Linked DNA regions of Mus musculus: regions 1, 2, 3, 5, 6 and 7 are each linked to region 4. A link is a contact called in public HiCAR-type and promoter capture Hi-C data. All regions are on one chromosome and are shown on one strand. Each heading gives the region's core, a stretch centred on a gene start, on an enhancer-like site or on the middle of the called end of the contact. The rest is flanking DNA. Distances are from core to core; before and after follow the strand shown.

Evidence for each region. Promoter capture Hi-C pulls out the DNA fragments that hold promoters and counts their contacts. HiCAR-type assays count read pairs that join an accessible place to other places.
Region 1: a contact with region 4 is called in a promoter capture Hi-C map of liver, with 16 times the contacts expected there. The contact joins the promoter of Iars2 here to the promoter of Mia3 in region 4. A contact is called at or near these places in 9 of 39 promoter capture datasets (the 3T3-L1 cell line, the C10 cell line, cranial neural crest and 4 more), 3 of 484 Hi-C or Micro-C datasets (CD4 T cells, cortical neurons and embryonic stem cells), 4 of 115 datasets of contacts at active chromatin or transcription factors (the 230-238 cell line, embryonic forebrain and large pre-B cells) and 1 of 9 other capture datasets (adipose tissue).
Region 2: a contact with region 4 is called in a HiCAR-type map of astrocytes, with 6 times the contacts expected there. The contact joins the promoter of C130074G19Rik here to the promoter of Mia3 in region 4. A contact is called at or near these places in 4 of 39 promoter capture datasets (embryonic stem cells, hippocampal neurons and liver), 1 of 484 Hi-C or Micro-C datasets (cortical neurons) and 4 of 115 datasets of contacts at active chromatin or transcription factors (astrocytes, embryonic forebrain, large pre-B cells and 1 more).
Region 3: a contact with region 4 is called in a promoter capture Hi-C map of hippocampal neurons, with 22 times the contacts expected there. The contact joins the promoter of Mark1 here to the promoter of Mia3 in region 4. A contact is called at or near these places in 3 of 39 promoter capture datasets (hippocampal neurons and liver) and 2 of 115 datasets of contacts at active chromatin or transcription factors (astrocytes and embryonic forebrain).
Region 5: a contact with region 4 is called in a promoter capture Hi-C map of pre-B cells, with 10 times the contacts expected there. The contact joins the promoter of Lbr here to the promoter of Mia3 in region 4. A contact is called at or near these places in 4 of 39 promoter capture datasets (hippocampal neurons, liver and pre-B cells).
Region 6: a contact with region 4 is called in a promoter capture Hi-C map of liver, with 23 times the contacts expected there. The contact joins the promoter of Rab3gap2 here to the promoter of Mia3 in region 4. A contact is called at or near these places in 10 of 39 promoter capture datasets (the 3T3-L1 cell line, the C10 cell line, cranial neural crest and 6 more), 2 of 484 Hi-C or Micro-C datasets (the C10 cell line and CD4 T cells), 5 of 115 datasets of contacts at active chromatin or transcription factors (astrocytes, embryonic forebrain, embryonic stem cells and 2 more) and 1 of 9 other capture datasets (macrophages).
Region 7: a contact with region 4 is called in a promoter capture Hi-C map of liver, with 25 times the contacts expected there. The contact joins the promoter of Eprs here to the promoter of Mia3 in region 4. A contact is called at or near these places in 7 of 39 promoter capture datasets (cranial neural crest, hippocampal neurons, liver and 3 more), 5 of 115 datasets of contacts at active chromatin or transcription factors (the 230-238 cell line, cardiomyocytes, extraembryonic endoderm stem cells and 2 more) and 1 of 9 other capture datasets (liver).

The regions. Positions count from the first base shown.
Region 1 is chr1:185,327,910-185,331,511 of GRCm38.p6, reverse strand. Iars2 (isoleucine-tRNA synthetase 2, mitochondrial) reads left to right here and starts at 2,111. Exons shown (of 23, transcript NM_198653.3): 1 at 2,111-2,491. The coding sequence starts at 2,225. It also overlaps a transcript of Bpnt1 not described here.
Region 2 is chr1:184,880,960-184,884,366 of GRCm38.p6, reverse strand. C130074G19Rik (RIKEN cDNA C130074G19 gene) reads left to right here and starts at 1,331. Exons shown (of 2, transcript NM_178692.3): 1 at 1,331-1,681. The coding sequence starts at 1,376. Gm34602 (a long non-coding RNA gene) reads right to left here. Exons shown (of 4, transcript XR_003948516.1): 4 at 2,086-2,461. It also overlaps the pseudogene Gm17905.
Region 3 is chr1:184,998,270-185,001,850 of GRCm38.p6, reverse strand. Mark1 (MAP/microtubule affinity regulating kinase 1) reads left to right here and starts at 2,302. Exons shown (of 18, transcript NM_145515.2): 1 at 2,302-2,429. The coding sequence starts at 2,379. Gm39728 (a long non-coding RNA gene) reads right to left here and starts at 2,285. Exons shown (of 5, transcript XR_865821.3): 1 at 2,098-2,285.
Region 4 is chr1:183,367,128-183,370,893 of GRCm38.p6, reverse strand. Mia3 (melanoma inhibitory activity 3) reads left to right here and starts at 1,329. Exons shown (of 26, transcript NM_177389.3): 1 at 1,329-1,497. The coding sequence starts at 1,365.
Region 5 is chr1:181,841,145-181,844,869 of GRCm38.p6, reverse strand. Lbr (lamin B receptor) reads left to right here and starts at 2,469. Exons shown (of 14, transcript NM_133815.2): 1 at 2,469-2,582.
Region 6 is chr1:185,202,153-185,205,546 of GRCm38.p6, reverse strand. It overlaps Rab3gap2 (RAB3 GTPase activating protein subunit 2), which reads right to left and starts at 1,379. Exons shown (of 35, transcript NM_001163754.1): 1 at 1,194-1,379. The coding sequence starts at 1,305.
Region 7 is chr1:185,360,980-185,364,333 of GRCm38.p6, reverse strand. It overlaps Eprs (glutamyl-prolyl-tRNA synthetase), which reads right to left and starts at 1,290. Exons shown (of 32, transcript NM_029735.2): 1 at 1,091-1,290. The coding sequence starts at 1,136.

The DNA of each region.
Region 1 (3,602 bases), core at 862-3,361, 2.0 Mb before region 4:
ATGTATATGAGTACACTGCAGCTATCTTCAGACAGACCAGAAGAGGGCATCTGATTCCATTACAGATGGTTGTGAACCACCATGTGGTCGCTGGGAATTGAACTCAGGATCTCTGGAAGAGGAGTCAGTGCTCTTAACAGCTGAGCCACCTCTCCAGCCCTGGGAAAGACTTCTTTAGTTTATTTCATTTACTCTGTATTTAGACATACCTTTCAGGTGTGGTAAAAATGTCTACAACACACACCCTCTAAAGCCGTACACTGGATGCTGGTGGGATGGCTCAGCAGGCAGTTTGGAGCACACGTTCTTCCAGAGCACTGGGGTTTGGTTCCCAGCACAGGCTCACAACTATCCAAACCTCTAGTTCCATGGTGCTCCACAACCTCTTCTGACCTCCTCTGGTACCAGACACACAAATGGTGCACATAAATACACCCAGGCAAAGACTCATACACATAAATAAATCAAAAAACAAAACAAAACAAAACAAAACAAAACAAAAAACTTAACAGTCCATACATTAGTTTTTGTAGTTACATTGTAACGGCGTAACAATTGCCATAAATACGGACAGATACATTCTCTCTCATGGATTTAGCTTAGCCACTGAGATGCAGAGTCCACCGGCACTCTGGGAAGTATGCCTCTTTCATGAGCTCACAGTATCTTTGTAGGGAGAATTCTGGAGTTTTGTTTTTTTTGTTTTTGTTTGTTTTTAAAAAAACAGACAAACAAATGTTTTTGCTTGAATCCCAGATGCGGGGATATGGGGCTGCTTCAGACCATCCAACTATGACAGCGGCTGCTGACTCTGATTTGCCTCTTGCCCTAGCAGAGGCGTGGTTTTGCTACCTGTGGATAATTTCTGTGATTGTATGATATTTGAAATCAACTTTTCAGATGGTATATAAATGCTAAAGAGTGGAGACAGGGTGGCATAGTTGTGCTCACAGAGAAAATAAGATTGGGGTCTGTATCTCTTTTTCTCTCCTCTATCATTGTTCTTCTCCTATCTAGAGGTAGAGGATGAAACTGGGAGAATAAAGCATGGGAAAAGAATCCACAAAGTAGCTCAGACCAGCTACATATCTTCTCATAGGGTTTCCCAGAAAACAGCCTAGTTGATTGAATACAGCTAGTTGTTCTGGAGAGTTTGGTGGTAATGTTTTCTTCATGCTGCTGTGAGATGACAGCTGTCAGTCAGGTTCTCAAATGGGAAACTACAGTTCAGAGAACGGTATTGTAAATGCTGTCATTTACTACAGAGCAGGGGAGATGGTGGTACAAACAGGAGAATTCACAAAAACGCTTAAACACCGTGTATAATTCCAGGTGCGGGGGAAGGCCCGCATCCCCCGAGCCAGCTGCTTAGAAAGACTAACCATATGGGCCAGCTCTTTGTTTCTGAGAGACCCTAACTCCTTGAATGAGGTGAAAGAGGCATGGAAGATGATTCCCACCATCAACCTAGGACTTCCACATGCACACATAGATGCATGCCCACACATGCAAATATGCACACACACACACACGGAAATGAGAAGGCAAAACAGGCTGTATACTACCTCTGGCAGTCCACGTTTCCACTCTCTCGATACTTGCTACCAAACTTCATGCTTGTTCTAATCTATTAGATGGCTCTGTGTCATCCTGACTCCCAAAGGTGAGCATAGTTTTGCATTCATTGGCTATATTTTTTTTATGAATTGCCTGTGCTTACCTTTCCCCCCTTCCTTTATCTTGTTTGTAGTCACTTTCTATACATTTTTGTTAAAGTGTGGCACAAAAATGGCAAAATTACAGTTGTAAACCCGTGTAGCCCTGGCTGTCCTGCGGAGCTCATTCTGTAGACCAGGCTAGCCTCGAACTTGGAGACCCGACTGGCTCTGCCACCATGTGCTGGGACTAATCCCCTGCACCACCACTGCACGGCTTTAGCTTTGCTACTTTTGTTTATGACCCTGGACAAGTTAATTAAATGTATCTGATTGGGGAAAGCCGAGTGATAGTAAACACCTCTCTCTACCCCTACTAGACCTCATGAAAGACCTGTAGAGATACAGACTTCCAAGCCGGAAAACCCCGCCCTTGCTCTTGCCCCGCCCCTTCCGCCCCGGAGCGCGTGCGCAGTTCCTCGCCGCCGAGCTCTTCAAGGGTCTCTACCTTTAGGTACCGGGCGGCTGCCGTGGGCCGTGTGCGGAGGGCTCCGCCCGGCTCGTCCACCATGCACTGGGGGCTGTGCCCTCGCGGGCCCGGGGCGGCGGCGGTCGCCGCGGCTGGGAGCTTCTGGGGGCCAGCCCGTTTGCCCAGCCGCCTAGGGTGTCTGGGGATGACGAGGAGGCTCGTGGTACGATCCGTGGCCGGGGCGGACAGCCCCCAGAGCAGCTCGAAAGGCGGCAGATACCGTGACACGGTGCTGCTGCCGCAGACCAGCTTCCCGATGAAGCTGCTGGGCCGCCAGCAGTCCGACATGGAGCTGGAGATCCAGCAGGTACCGGACGCGGCCACCCGAGCAGGGCGGGGCGGGCCAGCTCTGCGGGAACCCTGCAGGCCGCGCGGCTTCCCCGGCGAGCGCCCAGCGGGCCGGGTTCCAAAGTGAAGCCCGGAGCCGCACCGAGCACCTTCCGATTTCCGCTCCCAGCGAGTCGGCTTTGCACACTTTTCCCTTTGTCACTTGTCAGAAAGTAGCCAGCGTGAGCATGTGTAAATGAAACTTCAGGAGTGGGCTGGAGAGGTAGCTCGGCGCCTAAGAGCGCTTGCCACCCTTGCGGAGGATCCGCGTTCCGTTTCCAGCACACAAGTCTGGCAGTTCACAACCACCTGTAACTCCAACTCCAGAAGATCCGATGCCTGACCTCTGTCTGCAGGCACCCGCGCTCGCGTGCACCACACACGAATAATCAAAGAGAAACTTAAAACTAAACTTAAAACATTATAAAAGTATTACCAAAGAAGGGAGGTTGAACCCCACCTTAGTCACATGTTTAGGTTTTTCACAGGAATCATGATTTCTTTGAAGGACAAAGTAGCGGCCCTTTTCTGGGTCCCCTGTGTCGTCGGTATCTGTCTCCTATGTCATACTGAATTTGCTAACGTCTGAGATTCATTCGTTAGTGTCTGCACACTAGAGTATTTAAGATATTTCTGATAATCAGGAATACTGCTTAAGTGAATAGCGTTAGCCTGAATATTCTTTGGATTTAGGGAATTATTGAGGCCAAAGAATTGAAAGAATAAATTACCAGTGTGTTTTGGGTGGCAGAGTGGACTGGGAATAGACAGGTTTTTCAGCAGGTCTGTATTGAGGTAGTGAATACTGAGAGACTTGCTAAGAATTTAGAGCCACCATGCCACATAAACGTTTACACTTTAGTCTGAAGAATTGTTGGGATTTTTGAAGACTACTGAAGGGCTGGAGAGATGGCTCAGTGGTTAAGAGCACTGATTGCTCTTCCAGAGGTCCTGAGTTCAAATCCCAGCAACCACGTGGTGGCTCACAACCATCTGTAATGGGATCTGATGCCCTCTTCTGGTGTGTCTGAAGACAGCTACAGTGTACTTATATAAATAAAATAAAGAAAATCTTAAGAATAAATAAATAA
Region 2 (3,407 bases), core at 82-2,581, 1.5 Mb before region 4:
CTGCAGACAAGTATAGAAAAAAGTGTTTCTCGTTCCAAAGTGGAAGCCACATTCATGAACTGTGTGAAGAACTGCTTTCTGATGACTGAGCAGGAGGCTAGTGGAGATCTCAGGCCATGGAGGAAGAAAATGTCTAAACAGTTGGAAACTGGCTGGAGAGATGGCTCAGTGGCTAAGAGCATACACTGTTCCTTCAGAGGACCAGAGATAGATTTCTAGCAACCACATCACCTGTCTGTAACTATAGCTCCAGGCCAGAGACTCTGTACATACTTACACATAATTAAACATAGTTTAAAAAAATGAATCTCTAAAAAACGTCATGTCTCTAAAATGTTCAGGAAGCAATTTAATGTAAGAAGATTTGATTTGGAAGCCACAAAGAAACCACTTACTTGATTTCTATAAAAACCGATCTCATCTCTCCTTCCTATAATGTGGAGTGAGACCCCCCCACACACACACATACACACACTGGGCTTGATGGCTGTTGTTCAGGTTCCACTGCCAAGAACACACGTTGTCTAAACGCCTGCTCAGCTTCCAAGGACGGACTCCACCCTTTACTTAGTTGTAAGTATGTATGGAATGTTTTGATGGGAGACAGAAATGCTGATCATCAGGCATGTGAATGTTGGGAAGACATTTTTAACGTTTTCTTACCCTGCGCTTCTTGCTTGTGTTTGATTCAGAGCATCATGTAGCCCAGGCTGGACCTCAGACTCGCTGTGGTCAACTTGAACCCCTAATCCTTCTGCCTCCACTTCCTAGGTTCGGAGCATGTGCCACCTTGATGGGGCTTCTGTGACACTGGGGATGGAGTCCGGACTTTCGGGCATGCCTAGGTAGCATTCTCCCAACTGAGCTACATCCCCAGGTCTGAATATAATATTTTCATGACCCTGTCAACATGTCCACACCAGCACTGAGGAATCTTCACCAATACCATCTCTACCATTTGTTTGTTTGTTATTTTGTAGCCTTGGCTATCCTGGAACTTGCTCTGTGAACCAAAGTGAGCCTTGAACTCAGAGATCCACCAGCCTCAGCCTGGGATTAAACGCAGGGATTAAAGGTGTGTGCCACCACACCCTGCTAGTTTTAAATGCCCGCACCCGTAGTAGGTCTGTTGTTTGGAGTCTGTTCCCAGTACAGCTGAACTTGCCTACCCTGAGCAATGGTTTCTGCTGCAGGGTTCTCCGGAAAGCCTTTTACGTCTGCCCCCGTAATCCTGGACCCCACCGCATGGGTGTGCTGCGACCTCTGGTTCCCGGAGCGCACAGGGCCGGGGCGGTCCGCAGGGGCAGGAGCCGGGCGGAGCGTGGAGCAAAGGTTGCCTCATAGCCTGGGCCCTTCTCCAGAGCTCGGCGGCATCATGACGGTGGGCGCCCGGCTCCGAAGCAAGGCGGCGAGCAGCTTAGTGGGCCGAAGGCCCCTGGGGCGATCGCGCCGCGCCGGTGACGAGGAGACAGATGCCATCGTGGAGCACCTGGAGGGCGAGGACGAGGACCCGGCGAGCCCGGACTGTGAGCGCGAAGAGGGCGGGCGGCGCGCGGGGACTCCGAGCGCACGCAGGGTGCACCTGGCTGCGCTGCCTGAGCGCTACGACTCCCTGGAGGAGCCCGCGCCAGGCGACAAGCCCAAGAAGAGGTACCGGCGAAAACTGAAGAAGTACGGCAAGGTAGGTCCCCACGGCCCGGCCGCCCTGATCCAGACAGAACCGGGAGTCGCGCTGGGTGGAGTTGTGCCCGCATCCCCGCTGGCCTCCGGGACCATCACTAGGAGGGTGTGTAGCTGAGCGCGCGGGCAGGACCCTTGCTCCCAGTTGGAGCTGATGGTAATGCTGAAGCCATGGTGAGGTTAGTTGACTTGAGCCCCGGACCCAGCTGCGAAGTTGCAGTCTAGGTCCACCTATTTCCCGCACTCTCTCTGGGGCACCCCGCCACAGGAGAATATTAGGTGATTCAGTCCTAGACCCCGGGGTTAACCCGCGCGGGGCCTGCTAACTCAGCCAGTACATACCTAGAACCTGTTACCCCTCCCCCTTCTCTGATCAACAATCTCTGCACCCCGGGACTTCAGATGTTCTTCGGCCTGCCTTTTTACTTTGGTGGGAGAGCCAAAGGAAGGATGGATGGGGAACCGAATGAGTTTCGTTTTCAGGGCACATGATTATGGTTTCTAGGTGCTCTGACCTAGACAGGGCTAGGGAGGGAGTTGGAGTGGAGGGGAATCACAAAACTCATTGCTTGTGTTTGTTCTGACCAAAGTCCTCTGAACTCTCGGAATTATTGTCCAGGTAGTCTTCAGTGGGTGACCTTCATCATACCCGAGACATTCGGTCCCTTGCCAGGAGTTTAGTTTATCATTCTGAATGATATGACCGGAGCTTCCTCACAAGCAGGCAATGATAACATGCGTTGTTGAAGTGAAGTAGGGCTTTTGGGAGTAAGGAAGCCATCTGAAAGTGAATAGAGGACACAGGTTTCTTAGTTGGTAGCTGGCATTTAGAGATGTTTTGGGGGTGACCACTCTGTGCCAGGCATTGTGCATACACTAGAGGTACAAATAGTGGGAGGGGAGATAGCCACCCCCACCCCCAGGGAGAGGTGGCAGAGCTGGGGCACCCTGGTCCCTCACTTCTTAGCAGTGTATTAGCGATTACTTATCTGGGCGAGGCAAATTAAGACAGCGACGCTTTCAAATCGCCCTGACATGGACACTGGGCAGGAAAGAAGCCAAGGCTTCAATATGAAGTAAAAGCTAGGAAACCCACAGCTGTAATCCCAGATACTCTGGAGGAAGGGACAGGATGGTTGATAATACAAGGCCAGCCTGGGCTGTATGACAAGATCCTATTAACAAGAGCTCATCCTGGCTGAAACTGAGGTACTAGACTCCGCTCGTTAGGATGGCTATTCTAAGACTAAGTCAGTCGGTCAGTGGTGGCGCACACCTTAAATCCCATCACTGGGGAGGCATAAGCAGTCTGATCATCTCTGACAGCAAGTTCCGGGACAGCCAGGGCTACACACAGAAACCCTGTCTATAAACAAACAAACAAATGAAATAGAAGGCTGGGCTGGGGCTCAGTGGTTGGGTGCTGGCCTAGCATGCCTGAAGTCCTGGTTGGAACTCTTGAGGTATATAAACAAGGAATAGTGGTACACACCTGCAATCCCAGAACTTTGGGAGAGGAGGCAAGAAAATCAGAGCCCAAGATCTGGCTCTGTGGGTAAGGCTGCTCACGGCCAAACCGAATCACCTGAGTTCAATCCCCAGAACCTTCCAAAACTGACTCCAACAAACTGCACTTGACCATGTGCACCTGGTAGCACATGTGCACACATATGCATGCACACTAAATGCATTAAATAAATGTAACTTGGAATCTTTGGAAAAATAAC
Region 3 (3,581 bases), core at 1,053-3,552, 1.6 Mb before region 4:
GTCTACCCAGTGAGTTCCAGGACAGCCAGGGAAACCCTGTCTGGAAACAAACAAAAACAAAAAGAGAACAAGAAAAACAAAAATAACCATTCCCTTTGATGTAGCCCCTTTGCTAGGAAAGTTCCTTAGCAACAATATAACAATATAAAACTGGGTTCTTTAAATAATAACCACTCAATTCCAATTTCACTACTTGAGCAAAATGTAGCTAAGAGTTGTCTGTGTGGAAGCCACTGGGCTCAGATCCTAGGCTTCCCTTTGAGCTCTGTCTCTAATTAGCTCCATCTCTCACAGGGGTGAGCTCACGGTCTTGTGACTGGTACACCATTGAACACCCCCAGCCATTCCAGTTATCTTCTTCTGTGTCTCATTAGCCTGAGGTAGCTATGATCGTGAATAAGTCAAGTCAGAGGAATTTTGTGAAATGGAAATACCCATCAGGGTTACCAGAGGAATGAGGACAGGGGATAGCATGTGAATAGCCTTTGAAGAATGACATCTAAGCTACTGGTGGAAGCCTTGTTGCATGGGGGGAGCACCTTGCTTGCTTATTGCTAGGCTAATGCAGACATAGTTGGAACACAAGGGACTTCTGTGTTAGCAGGGGTGCTGAGTGCACAACCTCCAGCTGATGAGAAAAGTACAAACTCATGCTTCAGTATATCTCGGTGAACCCCGATTTCTGAAGGACTCTAAAAGTGTGCCATTCCCAGAGGCACACCATAATGCAGGCTGTGGCCTTGTCATTAGTTCCAAAGCCTAAGTGCTAGTTGAACAGTAGAGATGGCCACCAAAGTGGTCTTGGGATTTTCATTTGCTCTGTGGAATTGAGAAGTACTTACAACATAAGATGCTTGAGAAATAAATATGCAGCTCGTGTTCTAGAAGCGACTACATACGGTGTGTGTGTGTGTGTGTGTGTGTGTGTGTGTGTGTGTGTGTGTATTCCCTCAAGATATGGGTTTGCTATTTTTAGGTTCTTCTGGCCCATGTTTTAAGGGTCAAGTGTTAAGTTTTCAGAAACAACTTTTAATGAGTCAGGATAAAAACCATCTGGCACAGGAATTCTTCCTCAAATGGATGCATTTGGGAAAGAGGAGTTTCCCATCATCCCAAGATTCCCATTTGAGGTTGAAGAAAGAAAAGGAATAGGGAGATGGTAAAGTTTTATCCTAGAGGCCAAGTGTGCAAAATATCAGAGTAAGAATGACAACATTGCATGGGGACAAATATGCCCAGGACCTGGAGTGGCAGGTGGAGGGAAAGGCAAAGCAGCCTTTTGGAAGGAAGAGTTCCAGACAGACCACAGAGACAGCCTTCTTACTCTCTCTGAATAAGTAGCCTAAGTGACACTTCCTTGTATCCCAGGAAGTGACGATCAGCCACTGTAGACATCAAGTCTCACCCACTCCAGGGATGCTGTGGGGTGCGGGGAGCCCTCTTCCACATGCTTTCTGGGCCAGCTCCTTTCATGAGGCTTTTGTGCCTTTTGTCCACGCCTGCCCCTGAACAACACCTCAGGGCAGAAGGATGCTGAAGGAAGGCTCGAAGAAAACCAGGAATTAAACCAGAGGAGAATTTAAGGATGGGCCAAGTGGAGAGTAGGATGGATGGTACCCAATGCTCCCTCCAGTGAAACAAATAAAAAAATACATAAAAAAGGAGGAAGGAGGGGGATCGTTCTCTATTCGCACGAACCCCATGTGTCCCCAGTGCCGGTTTAAAAGCCACACAAGAATCAACATCAAATCGCAGGACGCCCGCCGGAGGTTCTGAGGGGACAGGCTGATCCGCGGGTGGGGCGAGTCACTAATGAAATCCGGCCCGGCGGGCGGAGGCGGCCCCGCATCCCTAATGAGGGAATGAATGGAGAGGCCCCTCGGCTGGCGCCCGCCCACCCGGCGGCGGCCGCCAAGAGCCTCGGGGCGCTGCGTGCCGTGCCGCGCCCGCCGCTCCGCGCGCACCGGCTCCGGCCGCCGAGGGCTCCGGCTGATCGCGGCGGGGACGGCGCGGAGCGGCGCGCGGGCTCGGGGCCGCGGGGCCCGGCGCGGATGCGGCAGCGGCGGCGGCGACGGCGGCGGCGGCGGCGGCGCTCACCTGAGGCGGCGTGCGGGAGGCGCTGTCAGGGCCGCGCTCGCCGGGCGCCGCGCTGAGGCAGCTCCGGGGCGCCCGCTCTCCACTCAGCCCGCCGCGGCCCTCCGCGCCCGACCGGCGTCCCCGCGGCTCGGTCCCCGCGTCCTCGCCCGCCTTCCCGCCCCGCGGCCTGCGGGAGCCGCGCGCTCCCCGGCGCGGCCTGCTCGCGCGCGCCCGCCCTCGCCGAAGCCCTCCGCGGCCCGCGACCCGCCGGACCCCCCGCTCGACCCCGCTGCCCGCGCAAGATGTCGGCGCGGACGCCATTGCCCACGGTGAACGAGCGGGACACGGAGAACGTGAGTCTCCCGAGCCTCCGGCGCGGCTACCTGGGCGAGCCCGGCCTGACCCCCTTCCCCGTCCTTCCCGTCCCTACGCGGGGAGCCCCGGGGCGGCCCTCTGCTCGGAGGGGGTCCTGCCTGAGGGGATGCGGAGGGTGATGGAGGGCAGAGGGTGGGCGTCCAGAGTGGCTTCGTGAGCACCCCAACATTCTGGTCGCGCCCCCAGCCCCCCACTCGAGTGAATGGATGCTTGCTTGGCTGCAGCCCACGAGCCAGCCGAACCTCTTACACCTCGGCTGTCCTGGGATCTTTCAGCCCTTTGCTTTTCTGGATTTTTTTGAGTCCTTTGCAAACATACACCCCACCCCACCCCCGCATTGCCCCATGACTTTGCTTTTTGTAACATCAGGTCCACATTGGGGGGTGGGGGGGGGCACGGGCACCTTAGGGATAAAGAGGGCAGTGAAGTAGAGGGGTGTGTGTGTGTGTGTGACTTTATGTCACTGCAATACTCTCAGTGAAGAGTGGAAGATTTCACTTACAGCTTCTGTAGCCCCAAGGTGAGAAAGAAAAGATTTAAGAACCCCAAGAAGCCAGCTGTCTTCTTCTCTTCCTCAATCCAGTGTTCGTGACTCAGGGACAGGTTTTAAGTACTTCTCCTCAGAGTGTCACAAGGCACATTTCTTTGAAGGCAGGATTTTTCTGTGTCTGATCAAATTGCCCTCAGGAGCTTCTTTGTTTAGTTTGGTTTGGTTTAATTTTTTTTTTTTTTTTTTTTTGTTTTTAAATCAAGATTGAGATGTTCACTCGCCGTATTTGAAGTCTAACAAAACCAAGAGAAAGGCCAATTGTAATTTCATCTTCTGAGACGGACGATTGTGTTTATATGTGTGTGCAGGTTCCTTTGCAGGAAAGGTGGCTTTCTGTCACTGTTGTTTTTAAAATTCTCCGCGACCTGCCAAGGGGCCCGGAGGCTCCAGAGGGTCTGGCCTGATTGCTGACAAGTTTTAAGGAACTAGGGGGTTCTAGGCTTTGCGTGGCCGACCAGAGAGCTCTCTGGGTGTCTACGCCCCTCATCGGTCCTCCAGTGCTTAATGTACCAGTGACTTCATAGGGATTGTAAAGTAAAAATACTCAAGTGCTTTGGTGTTCTGAGACAAAAGATAGGGG
Region 4 (3,766 bases), core at 80-2,579:
AATTCTATTCTGTAGACATAAGAAGACGTTTAAATTACTTTGGTGTGCTTTCATACCCCGGTGGCACCCAGAACAACAGGAAACAGTGGGGTGAGAATGTAGTCGCTCTGACAGATATGTCCCCATCTAACAATAAACGTATCTGCAGATTTGGTGTTGAGGATGCTGCTGTGGGGAGAGCACTAGAGGTCTGAAAGAACTCCATGGAGTCTGTGTGTGTGTGTGTGTGTGTGTGTGTGTGTGTGTTTACATCGGGACTGTGGTTCATGCAGCAGATTGTTGTTGAGCACATCACAAGACCCGGGTACCTCCCTAGGCAATGAAGAACAAGCGGAAACAAAACAAGTTAGAGTGGGGATGTAGCTCAGCACTGTCGGTGAGCACGCCCAGACTCCAGCACCACATAAACAATAGCTCCTATAGAGTTATTTGAGGGGTGGGAGGAGTGGGCTGCTCTATTTGAGTGAACCTAACAGAAGAGGGGAAGAAAGCCAGGAAACAGGATAAAGGGACAGAGAGACAGGGCAGTCTGTGGTAAAGCCATTGCATGTTACTTGGAAATACGGAGTTATAAGGAAGCTTAAGGAGAACATTGAGACAGTAGCTATTGGCAACATGAGGGCATTCGGGTGTGCCACGGAGTGGGTCTGGCCTACAGTTCTGTCAAAGGAGATGGAAGCTGAACACGTTGGTGCTAGACTAAATGACTTTATGTTCTTATGTCCTTTATGGACAGCGACAGGAATCTGAAGATCGTGGGCAGAGGATCACTGTCCACCACCCCTCTCCTTAAAGGATGACACTTTCTAATTTACTGTCTCACCCACTACTCCACTGAACTAAAAGAGAGCCATGGAGGTCCCAAAGAACCCCATGGAGTTTGAAGTGTGTGTGTTAGGGTCGGGGGTTGTGCATGGATCAGTTACACACTGTGTCCAGTCCTGTGTGGGACTTGGCGGTTCAGAACTAAAAGCGGTAGTTGGAAGAAGTGATGGAGAGAGATGGCTGTTTAGCATGGACCAGAAATCCGAAGCTGTAGGAGGAAGACGAAAAACCTGTTGGGATGGCGCTGAGATGCGGAGTGACGAACCTGGTGACGCGGAGGGTCGTCTGTGAAGGCGCCCGAGTCGAGGCTTGCGATTGGGCGAGGGGAAGGTGCCTCTGACGGTCGTCAAGGTAGCAGTTCGGGAGGGACGCCAAGGCCTCCTCCAAGTCACCGCGCATCCCTTGCTGAGCCCTTGCTGACGTGTCACTCGCAGCAGCCCGCCTCTTGGGCGCCTCCCCCGGCACCGCCCGCTCCTGCCCCGCCCCCGACACCGCCCGCCGGCGGCCTCCGCGTCACCCGGGCCCGCGGTGGCCACAACATGGCTGCGGCGCCGGGGCTGCTCTTCTGGCTGTTCGTGCTGGGGGCGCTCTGGTGGGTCCCGGGCCAGTCGGATCTCAGCCACGGACGGCGTTTCTCGGACCTCAAAGTGTGCGGGGACGAAGAGTGCAGCAGTGAGTCCGGGGTGGCGGGGCGGGCGGCCGGTTCCCGGGTGGCTGCGGTGGCTGCGCGGGTCGGAGTCCCACAGCCGGCACCTGGCCTAGGGGGTCGCAGGCCCGCGGAGCCCGCGCTGGTACGCTTTACTCGGCTATCGCCCGGCTAGCCCTGCCATAGAGGCCGTGCCTACCACTTGTTGCCGGATTTGCTCTCTGCTCCTCTGACCCTGCCGGGGGGCGCCGCAGACCCAGCCGGGTTTCCAGGGTGCTGCTCTCTGCTTCCTTATCCCCGCACTCCCCTTGGGCTCCCAGGGTGATGGGGTGGCTCGCCCCCGCATCCTGGGCGCCCCATGCTGCAGCCAAGAGCGTTTTAACGCCGGCCGCGGGGACCTGGGTCCACTCAAGACCGAGATCCACGCGCTTAGAGATCTGGGGCGCAATCCTAGCGGCCGATTGACGGCGGGGTTCCTCCAGAAGGCACCTCGGCGCTGCCCTCTTGGCTGCATTGGGACCAGCTCACATCATCTTTGGAACCAGAGGAACTGGAGTTTAGGTTTGGGATGAATCCCGAGGCCAAGCAAGCAGTGCATTCTGTGGTCTCCCCGGTTTTCTCCTTCAGTCCCGTCGCTCTTTTGCATAGAAGCCTTTTGCCAGCTCCCAAGCAGGGCTGCGGGAAGGTCAAAATCTTTCGTTCTTTAACCAGCCAAGTTACTGCACCTGTCACTACCTGAGAACCGCAGCCGCCTTCTCTGTGCGCAGTCGCGCCCTAGTCCTAGGTTGGAGGTGCCAGGGTTGGAGGTGGGCCATGGGGAAGGTTAGGATTAGAAGAGGGCTACTACTGTAACGGTGATAATAAATACTCCAAGGGTCTCAGGAACCCGTCCAGCCCTTTCCTTAGTTCCCTATGTTGCTGGGACTTACTCCTACCCAGAATAATACTGTTTTTAGGTTGGTTTCCAGAAACTGTAACTCACTGACGATGTCCTTCACAAATCACAGCAGTCCATTCAGAAAAGTATTCATTCTAAAAGACTAAGAAGAGTGCAGGTTAGCCATTTGTATTTCAATTGGTGTTATGAAAAAAAAAAGGAAAAAGCAAAATGCATAACTTGAATGGTTTACTCCAATACCATTAAAGAAAAAAAAGGGGCGCCTGTAATTTATGTCGCTGAGATTCTAGGTCCTAGCTGTAACCCAGGGCCACTGTAAATAAACAGCGAAGGTAAAGCAACCACGAAGGTAAAGGCACCACGGCGACTTCTCCCTTTCATGCCCTACTACCATTTGGTGCCCTACTACCATTTGGTCATTGACTGCTGTCAAGCGTCTTCTGTTCTTTGCTGTCAGGCACTGTCCTACCTGAGTTCCTCAAAGCGTGGGAGGTCCGTATCACTGATGCTGCCTCAGAACTGGGGCTCAGGGTTGGAAGAGTTCCGGGTTATAGTGTAACTTGAGGAGTGGCCCAGGCCCAAACAAATGTAGCCAAACACAAGAGGCAATGATAGAAGAAGCAGGGCCCAGGTGTGTGTCGCTGAGAGGAAGTGCTTGTGATGGAGGTGTCAGGTGTCAGGAGAGGTGTCACTCGGTGTGCATGTCACTCATAAATGATAAGTGGTACATACTGACATTGATACGTTACTGTACCTTCTCAAGAATCTGAGGAGGGGACCAGAAACAGTGCTGTTTCCAATCTGAGTAGAATCCCCAGTCCTAAGTTCCTTTAGTCTGGCTTCTTGCTCAGTCTCAGCTGAGTTAGGATGCTGGCATATCTGAAAATCATCTTATTTTAGCTTTAAAGACCAAGTTAGCCCTTCTTTTTTGTTTCTGTTTCTGTTTTTGTTTTTTTTCGAGACAGGGTTTCTCTGTGTAGCCCTGGCTGTCCTGGAACTCACTCTGTAGACCAGGCTGGCCTCGAACTCATAAATCCACCTGCCTCTGCCTCCCAAGTGCTGGGATTAAAGGCCTGCTCCACCACGTCCGGCTCAAGTTAGCCCTTCTAAATGCATGCTTGCCCCTTGAAGCTGTATTTTAAAGACGTGTTGTACTATTGCTAATTGGCTTTTAGACAAAGTGTGCTTTCTGTTACCCCACGTCTCTGCCCTTTAATGCACTGTTAATTTCATTTGGCAAATGCTGCTCCTGCTGCTGTGGTGGAAGCTCTGTATTTATATTGATTGATTGATTGATTGATTGATTGATTGATCCATCATTTGCACAGAGTCTCACTGTGCAGCCCTAGCTGGCCTGGAATGCAATTATAGGTTGGGCTGGTCCAGAACTCACTGAG
Region 5 (3,725 bases), core at 1,220-3,719, 1.5 Mb after region 4:
TTTCCCTGAAGGAGAGCTCCGATGCTTTTTGTCTTTTGTCTTCTTTCCCTTCAGACAGGATTTCTCTGTGTAGGTTTTATCCACACTGGAGGAAGCTCAAGGAGATAGAACCCGGCTTTCTGGAGGACACCCAGGACAGTTGGAGGACACCCAGAACACAGTTTCACAGTCAGCAAGCTCACTGGTGAACTTAATGGGCACAGATACAAAGTGTATAAAACGTATTTCCTATGCTCTATGAGTATGGATGCCTGTGGCACAGAGCCCTGTGTGTGGCAAGTACTTTGTGAAGTTTTCCTGGGATGCTGCACTCTGGAAAAGAGAGGAACATTCTAGAGTGTCAAAGGAAGGGCCGGCCAGTCTGTGGAGACTTCTGGAGAGCTGGTGAGGTGGGGTAGATAAAGAGCAAGCCTGGGGAGGTCCAGAGACCACCACATCTGTTCAGATTCCAGCAGGCCAGGGTTTCTGCATGGCTGTCCCGTGTCCTGCTGAAGTTGGGATATTTTTCTGCAGAGAAGTATTTCTGGACTCTGAGAGCATCCAAACATATTTTTAGGCTTACTTCTTAGCTAACAGTCAGAGAAAGGGATCTTTAGGATTGATTTACCAGGGGCTGGGGTGTGGCTGGCCAAGGGTAAAGGGTTTATGCTCCACCTCTAGCTTTTAAAGAAAAAGATGAACTTGGTAGTTTAAACAGGCTGCAGTGAGGCTACAACTCACATCTAATTGCAAATTATGCAACCATGAGATTTAGATAGAGAAAGACCCAAAATCCATTAAGAACTTACTGATATACATGTGGTTAAAAAAACAAACAAACATTTCATCTACCTGAATGTACTGATTACAAATGGCAATTTCGTGAATCTGAAATAAGAGAATGTTATAAGGAATTATTGCCAGCTGCGTTTCCCAATGAACAGCTGCATCTAATTTTCACAATTAATTAGTAGGTCCGGATCCATGTCCTTACCTCTTCTAACTTATTAATAAAATTAAAAAATTTAAAGTTAAATGTTAAGGAAAAGCAGGAATGAGTTCTGTATGTACCCATGCCTTGCACACACAAACATCTTTAGTGAATATAAGGTATGATGTTGAATTCGTATACAGGCTTATTTGTGTGTGTGTGTGTGTGTGCAAGTGTATACATGAAGGCCAAAGGTTAGTGTAAGTTGTCTTTCTCCAACTGCGCAACATCTTGCTCTTTGAGACAGGGTGTCTCACAAAATCCTAGCTGTTACCAACTGAGTCCAGGGAGATCTGTTTGTCCCCAGCTACCTCTGTCCCCTTCATTATAGTTACAGCCTTTTGAGAGCACCTTCCTCTTGTTTTAATTTTAGTGCTGAGGGTCTCAAGTGCTCACAAAGTTCTTATTCTTTCAAGGCAGGGTTCTTTATCATCTGAGCTGGCTCTCCAGCCTCACTGGCCTGGTCCTTTTGAAGAAACTATAAACCAAAGTTTACAAGGTTTCCCCGCCTCTGGTCTTTTATTTTGTAAGTGAAAATGCTTATATGTCCTGTGGAGGGAACCCAACGGAACCTTGGCTCTGGGTTTGAGGAGTGAAGGATGTCTTTGGTATTAGTAGAATTTATCTCAAACGACATCCTTCCCATGGTGTTTTCCTGTGTTATTTGCCGCAGGACTCGGAGTAGGATTCGTCTTTAAGAGCTGAAGCTTAAGGGATTTGCCAAACTTTACGTTTAGAGGTTTCTTGATGCACACATCTGTGGTTTAGATTTCCACCCAGGGCAACCCCAACGGCAATGACAAATCAAATCGTGGTGAGCACTCTTTCTTAGGAAGGGCTCCGAGGCACGCACTTACTCACTCGTTTGTAGCTGAGAAGGTGACAGCGCTGTGCACCTGAAGCCACGCTGCGGATGAAAAGACTTATTTCAGCCTTGCATCTGAACCCACAGTGCTTCCGAGGCAGGAAGACACTCAGATGTATTTAATAAGGGATGTTGGAAATACCTTTAAAAACAGCACGGCGAAGTAGGGAGCTTTAACGAACTGCTTTGAACTCTCAACCCGAGAGGAAGGAAACAACCAGTGGTGGCAAGTGTAAGGGGGGGGGGGAGTTTGGGGGCTCCGGCCTGGGCCTGCTGGGGTCGGGTCCAGGCGGGACGCGAAGCCCGCGGGCTTCGGCCGTGGCCGGACTAAGCGCGCGGCCCGCTGGCTCCCGAGGTTACACACGGACCGAGAGCCGGGTGACAGCAGCGGACGCTTTTGCCTGGCGTCGCGCGAGCTTCACCCTCCTCCCAGACCGCCGGCCTAGATCGCTCCGCAGGAGGGCGCGAGCCAAAGCGCGGCTTGGTGCCTGGGCTGCGGAGATAAACCGGGTGGGGACGCCGGACGCTCACGAGCGGGCGGGCTGGACGCGCCACTGGCCCTCGACCAATCGCCAGCGCCGGCGATGATTCAAAAGGTCGAGGGACCAATGGGGAGCTCAGGGCAGCCTCGCTAGGGGCGGGACCTCGGGGGCGCGAGAGCGCGGCCGGCTGTGTCGCGCGCGGAGTCGCCGCTGGCTGCTGGTGACTGTCCTGGAGTGGCTGGAGTTCCCGCCGGAGCGCGGCCAGGTGAGCGTCGGCGCGGGACTCCGCCGCGTGTGGAGAGCGGGTTCCCCGGGGCGGCCGGCGAGGCTGGGGCCGCGCGGGCCGGAAGTCGAGCGCGGGTTTCGGATGGCGGACAACCCCCGATCCCCGTCTCGGACGCGCGCGTTGGGTGCCCCGGCCGGGCCGGGCTGGGCTGTGCTCGCCGCGGCTTCCCGGCCCTCGGAAAGCGGGCGGCCTTCGGAGGAGGGGTTAACCGCCTCTGGCTCCTGCCAGGGCGCCGTCCCGCCTATCCGGGCCTCCTGAGTGCTTCTGCGCGGTGACAGCGGACCTCGCGCCTCCAGCAGCTTCGAGGGCCACTCAGTGCGCGCTGGGGTGCGGAGGGCCTGCTCCGGGGCACTTCGGCGATGGCGGGCTGGCCTGGCGTTGCGCCCGCCCGCCCTGTGTAGCGCACTTGGTGTGCTAGGGCCGTGGCTCAGGTGCAGGAGCAGGACTAGATCTGGGGCTACAAAGTAGCAGCTGCTCTGAGGGTTAGAAGATGGGGCTACAGAGAAGCGCGGGATGGAGGACCTAATACGGACAGAGAGGGTGATGATGAGCGTTGACTGGGGAGTTGGGGCGGGAGTGAGTAAGGACTGTTAAGATTAGCGTGCTTTTGGGTATTAAGGGAAAAGGCCACTCTGCCAGGACAGCCAGCTTTCTCCTGCACGGCTCTGAAGGGGCACAGACCCTGCGAACGCCTTCCTGTTTGCGTTTTGCCTAGCAGGCCTGTGCCGGCTCAGGTGTTAAAGGGTAGCTGTGAGCCACCATTTGAGCTTTTTCTTTCTGCCACATTAAGTGAATTTGGGAGAGGGGGGGAAACGATTAAAGATCTTAGTAACGCACCGGAGCATCGTAGAAAGAAATCGGCCACACTGATACATAGTGTTATATTGTACCATAATATGTGAGGCGTTCAGTGCCAAATGACCCTCGGGTTAGCAAGAATCTGGGTTGACAGGAAAAAAGCCTGAGGATTCTTGAATTTCTGCGGTATGTGGTTGAGGGTACAGTTTAGCGAGTGACTTTTCTTTGCAAACAACCTGTTTGTTTAGGGAAGCCTGTGTGCGTCTCTTATGCGTTACTTGGGTGCATAAGAATACACGGGAGTCTGGAGCCTCCTTGTCCTAT
Region 6 (3,394 bases), core at 130-2,629, 1.8 Mb before region 4:
TGCCCCTCTCTCCCATCTCCCCAAGAACCCTTACAAGACTCCCCAACTTCAGTCTCTTCCTAAGGTTCTCGTCAGTAGCGAGTCCACGACACAACAGTTAGCATTCTATAGACTGAAACCACACTTCACCCTTAACTAATTATCACCTTGACTCCAGCTGCCATACCAAGTGTTGGACGTCTCCACAAGCATTTCAGATATGGCCTTCTTTCTCTCTCAACACACGCGCCTGTCAAGCCATCTATCATGTTAGAGCACCCTCACTCACACGTGACATTACCAGTGAATCATAGTGCTACCAGACGGAAACTACCAAACTTAAGTGGTAGGGAGCAGCAATGACTGGTACAAACTATTCATCCCTAGTTCCTCCCATATTTGATATTTTCAAACATTACTTTTCAGACAGACCCTACTAGGAAGCAGAATCTCCCTAGTGCCCTGGGATAGCTTCTAAATAGTGAAAAGGAGAGTGGTTTTTTAAAAATTATTACTGGGTCTACAGAGCAAAGTGATTTTCATATTAAAAATAAAGAAAGCAGAGTAAGATACCCTCTTTCAAAAGGAGAAATAAAGGAGCATATAATAAAATCCTCAGGTAATACGCAGCATTTAGTAAGCAGCTTTGGGATTTATATTCATGAAGTAGGGCTTGTTAACGTTGTTTGATGGTAATAACAGGCGCTGTTTCTCACCTCAATAGACGCCAATTAACTTTTCTCGACCATGTGGCTGTAATTTTAGTTCCTACCCTGGATTCTCCTCACTTCCTAAGAGGTTACTTTTCTTACTTGGCAGTTTACTCACCACCTTAAAAACCCTTCACTTGCCAATCGGCCATTTATTCCGTAAATCTGAATGACAGAAAAGAGATGGAAGAGGGTGGGGATGCTAAGCACCTCTTGAAGGGGCAGAGCAAAGGCTACATACAGTGCCAGAAATGGAGAAGGATGGGAGTTGGAACAAGCACAGGGTGGAGGGCTGACATTAGGCAGGGACTGGGACGGAGGATGCTATCTCTGAGCAGGTGGTGTGCATAGGGAGAAGACGTGGAGCTGGGACTGGGAAGGAGGGGGTGGGGAGCGGTGACAGACAGGCGACAGGACAGGAGACGCAAAAGGCTGAGGCTGAGAGAGACGGGACGCCGAGGGAAGGGAGGCTTGCAGCCGCGTCCCGGTCGCCGGGACACTTACTCGGGTCCCTCTTCAGGGCGCCGGGGGTCTCCTCCCGCAGGTGAGGGAATAGGAAGTCGCGCGCGGACTGCAGGTCCTGGAAGGAGCAGAACTGGACGATGGAGCAGGCCATGGCTGCAGGGACCCCGCCTCGCGGGGCTCGTGGTCCCTAGCCACGCCCGGGCCACTCCACCCGAAGGCTGACAGCACGGAGCCCCGAAAGCTTCAGCTACCCTGGGGGGGCGGGGACGCCAGACCGGAAGCTGTCAGCACTCCTCGCGAGGGGAGGGTGCTACGCATGCGCGGGACGCCCCGAAGCTGCGCGTGCGCGGGCCGAGCGGGAGCCGAGGGAGGGTGCAGCTTCGGACACGTGACTCGCGGTCTTGTGGCGGAGAGTTAGACGTGGAGCCTGGCCGCATTCTTTCTTGGGCGAGCTTGTCCCGTCATTCTGGCCTTCCTCCAAAGGTGATCTAATTGAACTTTGCGGGGGCCATTGAGTCACCCAAACAATCTTGTTGGTGTGCTTCTACGGACACGACCTAGATCGTTCGCAGATCAGGCGGTTTAAGCTGAGTGTGGGCAGGTGCCTGAGAACTTCGTAATTTTGTTTGTGCTTTTGTTTTTTTTTTTTTTAATGTGGAAGGCTATCCTCAGCACCTATACCCCAACTCCCAAAAGAGTCTGCGGCGCCTATGCCTGTAATCCTTCCTACCTCAGTCTGAGGCAGGTGAATTTCTGGCTGTTGAAGCCACTATCCTGGGCTACAATGCAAAAACAGTGTCTCAAGTAACAAAGCGATGGAAAGCAGCTCCTTAAGGGCTCGTATTAAATAAATACTCCTATCTATAAGTTGCCACGGTTCTGTGAAAGCCCGATGTAGTAACAGGACCAGCGCAGTATTGAATGGTGCTCTGTAATCGTCCGTTTGCCTTTTCATCCGTTTGTTCATCTAACCGCCCAACAAGTATTTGTTAGTGTTTTCCGTGCCAGCCACACTCTAGGCACAGAGCTTCGGAACAGAAAGGGACACATTCCTACGGAACTAAAAAGCTAGTGACTAACACAGGCCAAGTGAAGCAATTACTTACTCAGCTAACTAAAACTGAGAGAATGCTAGGCGGGAAAGAACAACAAAACAGCACGGCAGAACAGAGCTGGGGAGACTGACCCTGTACTTTTCCTTTGGGTTTTGGATAAGGAAAGCACCATCCTTATAGACTCCTGGAGGACTGGGGATCCGTTTAACCCCTTAAATACCTGGTCTCTAGCATGGGATCTGGCACCCAGTTGAGTCCTTGATAAATACTTACTGAAGTATATACACATAAATTAAAGACCAACCTGAGTCTTTTACTTGGATTTGAAAGTACATTTCCATATCTTGCCCAGTTAGACTGTCATAAATATCTTCAAGGAGTCTTGTTTCTTTGATTGTTTGAGATAAGGTCTAGCCATGTAGTCCAGGTTAGCCTCAAACCTTCAATTCCCCTCAATGTCCAAGCACTGGGATTATATGTGTGTACTGTACCATGGCTGACTTCAAAAGAATGTGTTATCCTAATTTTGTAAATGAAAAAAAAAATTGCTCTGTCTCTGATGAAGCTCTTGAAACCCATTTAGCTTACTTTCTTTTTTTTCTTTTTTTTTAAATTAGGTATTTATTTCATTTACATTTCCAATGCTATCCCAAAAGTCCCCCACACGCTCCCCCACCCACTCCCCCACCCTCCCACTCCCACTTCTTGGCCCTGGCGTTCCTCTGTACTGGGGCATATAAAGTTTGCATGATCAATGGGCCTCTCTTTCCACTGATGGCCGACCAGGCCATCTTCTGATATATATGCAGCTAGAGACAAGAGCTCCAGGATACTGGTTAGTTCATATTGTTGTTCCACCTATAGGGTTGCGGATCCCTTTAGCTCCTTGGTTACTTTCTCTAGCTCCTCCATTGGAGGCTCTGTGATCCATCCAATAGCTGACTGTGAGCATCCACTTCTGTGTTTGCTAGGCCCCTTAGCTTACTTTCTGAGATGTGTAAAAGCAAAAAAGATGGGCTGGAGAGATGACTTAGTGGCTGCCCTCCCAGAGGTCCTGAGTTCAATTTCCAGCAACCACATAGTGGCTCACAACCATCTGTAGTGTGATCTGATGCCCTCTTCTGGTGTATCTGAAGACAGCATACTCACATATAAAAACACTTAAAAAAAAAAAAAAAGGCAAAA
Region 7 (3,354 bases), core at 41-2,540, 2.0 Mb before region 4:
CAGAACTCAGGCCTCCAGGATTAGCCACGAGGTCAGCATCATCTACCTAGTGCCGTTTCAAACCAAGAATCACATCTACTTCTTTCAGGGCTCATGGATTTGTTGTGAGGTTAGCATACAGAGACTGGAACTAACATGCTAAAATGTTATCATTTTAGAACATTTCAAGCGATTGCTACAGTCTATTTTTAGGGCTGGTGAGTGTGGCTCAACAGTCAAGTGCTTGCCTACAATGCAAAGCTCCCTGAGCTGTTTCCCAGCGCATTAATACATAAATAAATGTCTTTTCACTCCAATAGGCGCAGACTGCTGTCAAAGTTGAGGTTGCAAGAAATTTCATCAGCCCCACATGGCCAATTGTATTCAAGGGGCTGACTTTTTGAGTATTAGAAAAAGTACTTCCAAGTCTACATGATAAAATTTTTGGGTTGTTTCCCAAAGTAATGAAAAGACAGAAATTTTAAACTAGCTAGCAATAGCGTTAGCCACTTTGAAAAATCAATTTCGAATGGAACGTAGGATGACGTTTACTCGAGCCTGGACTACGTCCACGGGGTGTGTAGTAAAACAGCCAGTAGCATTAGTCCGCAGCGTTCCTACGGCTTTCCGTAATTACAGCCTTCGACCACAAGCCAACGCAGCCTCAGTAAAAATTCCAAGTGCTGACAGAAAAGTCTACCTTGCTCCCTTTAACTCGACAACCGAAGGGAAAGTGGGGCAAGTGAATTCAGATCTCCTGAGAGGTGGGGAAGGGGCGGGAGGTTCCTAGATCGCATTAAAAGGACGGGCCGGACAGACAGTTGGGGTTTTAATTCCACTTCAAAAGCCACTTGGGACCCTGGCAGAGTCGCAGCCATAGTCTCGTGTCTCCCCGCGGGGCTCTGGTCCTGTCCCCCCACTCCCGGGACAGCGGGCCTCGGGAGACGGCGCCCCGAGCGGACAGAGGCCGGGGCCACGCGGGGCTGGGTTCCCCGCAGAGCAGAACAGGCCCGTCCGTCCCGGGGCGGGAGGCTCGTTCGGCGTGACCGCCGCGGCACCAGCCCCGCACCCACGCGCTGATGCAACCCGCGCGGGTCGGCGGCGCCCTTACCCAGCGGAGGGTTTCCGGCGTTCACCGTGAGGCACAGCGCCGCCATCTCCCAGGAGCTGCGGTCTACTCGTCGGGCTGCCTTCCTGGCGGCGAGGGTTCAGGTGGAAGCAAGGAGATGCAACGTGTGCGCGCGACCGAAGGCACCGCAGCCCTGACTCCTCCCCACGGGCCGCCACCGCCGGAGTCGGTGCGCACGCTACGACACGTCATAAATATGCGCCCGCCAAGGCAGCCTTCGCTCCGCCCCACTCCACGCGCCACGACTGCAGAGAGGTCAAGGCAGGCTACTCTGTGCGTCATCGCTGCGCGCCCACGACATTTCAGCCTCTCTCCCGTCCCCGGCCCGCGGATACTGACGTCTGGCGAACGCTATTGAACGTAATCGCCGTGCGTCGCCTCCACCTTAACCGCACGCTCCAGTTGCCTCTTGGCAGCAGGACTGGGCACCCGTGAGGTGCCACTCCGTTGTGGAAAAGGAACAGCCGTTAAGACCCATCGGAAAGTGAGGGAAGCAGGCGGACGATAGACTAGTCCATTCTGGGGCAGTGGCACATCCATGCACAAAGTCGACGAGCTACACTGGGTATAAGGGAGCTTCCCTTCAGTCTTCTCTAAAAGGAAATATTTTCAGGATTGTTTGGTGTGGTGCACGTCCCAGCATCTAGGAGGCAAGCTAGAAATACAGAAAACTATGGGGACAAAGAGAAAAAGGACCTGCTTGCTGGGCCTCCTGGCCCTGAGAATCAAGATTTCCAGATGTTACTATCTGTAGTGAAGCCTGCCAATATTGACAATGTTTGGGGGTTTTGTTTGTCTGTTTTAGAGAGAAGCATCTTCAAATGAGAGGGTTAATAATAATTCAGGCTATACAGAGAAACCCTGTCTCAAAAAACCAATAATAATAATTCAGGCTGGAGGCCTACGCGTATGTGAGCTTAAGGATGGTCTGCGAACCTCACAACAGTTAACTTGTGTTCACAGTGGAAACAAAAGAACAATTCAGGAACAGCCCATGACCAAATTCCTTAATAACCTTTAAAAATAATAACTTCAGTGTTCTTGCTAAGACCATGAAGTGTGACTGTGGTATGCGTCCTCTTTGGAGCACCTGTCAACTCCCATGCTTTAAAAAAAAAAAAAATCACATAGTAAACTCCAACTTTGAATCATAGTGGCTGCCTCTGAGGAGGTCTTCATGATAGACTTGTCTTGTCATTTCTGGAATCCAAGGTAATTAGAGAAGAGTATGACTGGGGGTAGGGGATTGAGTCAGAGAAGAAACAAAATGGCATTAAGTGCACTGGCTGGTGCCTTCTTTCATTCCTTTGTAATAGAAGTACCTTGCCGGCTGCAAAATGGCTGTGTATAAATGCTGGTTCAGAGGCAGGGACCCAAAGAAATAGCTACCCTATAGTTACATGAAAACATTGGCACATTCCTGAGGCTATTGGAAGGTAAGGGTAAATATGTACTGCTTCTGAAATCTCGCCTGCACCTTGAACTTGAACTTTTGGAAAATGCCCTGGGCAAACACATGCATCACAGAGAATTTGGATTAGAAACCCCCCTGAAAGATGCCTACTTATACACCCGGAAACAGGACAAATATTAGGGCAGCAGTGTGCTTTTGGTTTTGCATCTGAGCAATCTAGCCAAGGCTCTGCAAGTGTTCTACTCTTAAGATACTAAACACTGAGTCCTGAAGTCTTTCTTGAAGTTCTTGTCTTTTAACCATTACTATACTTATTTGTTGGTTTGATCGTCTGAGGCAGAATCTCTATATCTACCTATCTATCACAAGGATTGACCTGAAATAACTAAAGAACTCTATTTACAAAAAAAAAAAAAAAAAAAAAAAAAAAAAAAAAAAAAAAAAAAACCCAACCAACCAAAAAAACCAAACAAACAAACTGCAGAAAATGGGTTATGTCACAAAAATGAGGCGTTTCCCCAATCCTGTATCCGAAGCCCTGATGCATGCTGGGGAAATCACCACTGAGCTACTTTAAAATGTTTACTTAGGGGGTGGGGATAAGGAGTGTCTCAGCAGTTAAGAACAGTGGCTGCTCTCACAGAGGATTCTGGTTTAATTCCTGGAACCTACATGGTGGCTCACAAACATATATAACTCAGATTGCAGGGTGTCTTAGTTAGAAATTCTGTTGCTCTCATAAAACACTATGGCCAAAAGCAACTTGGGATGGGGGCAGGCTTATTTTATCTCACACTTCCAGATAACAGTCCATCACTGCAGCTGAGTAGGA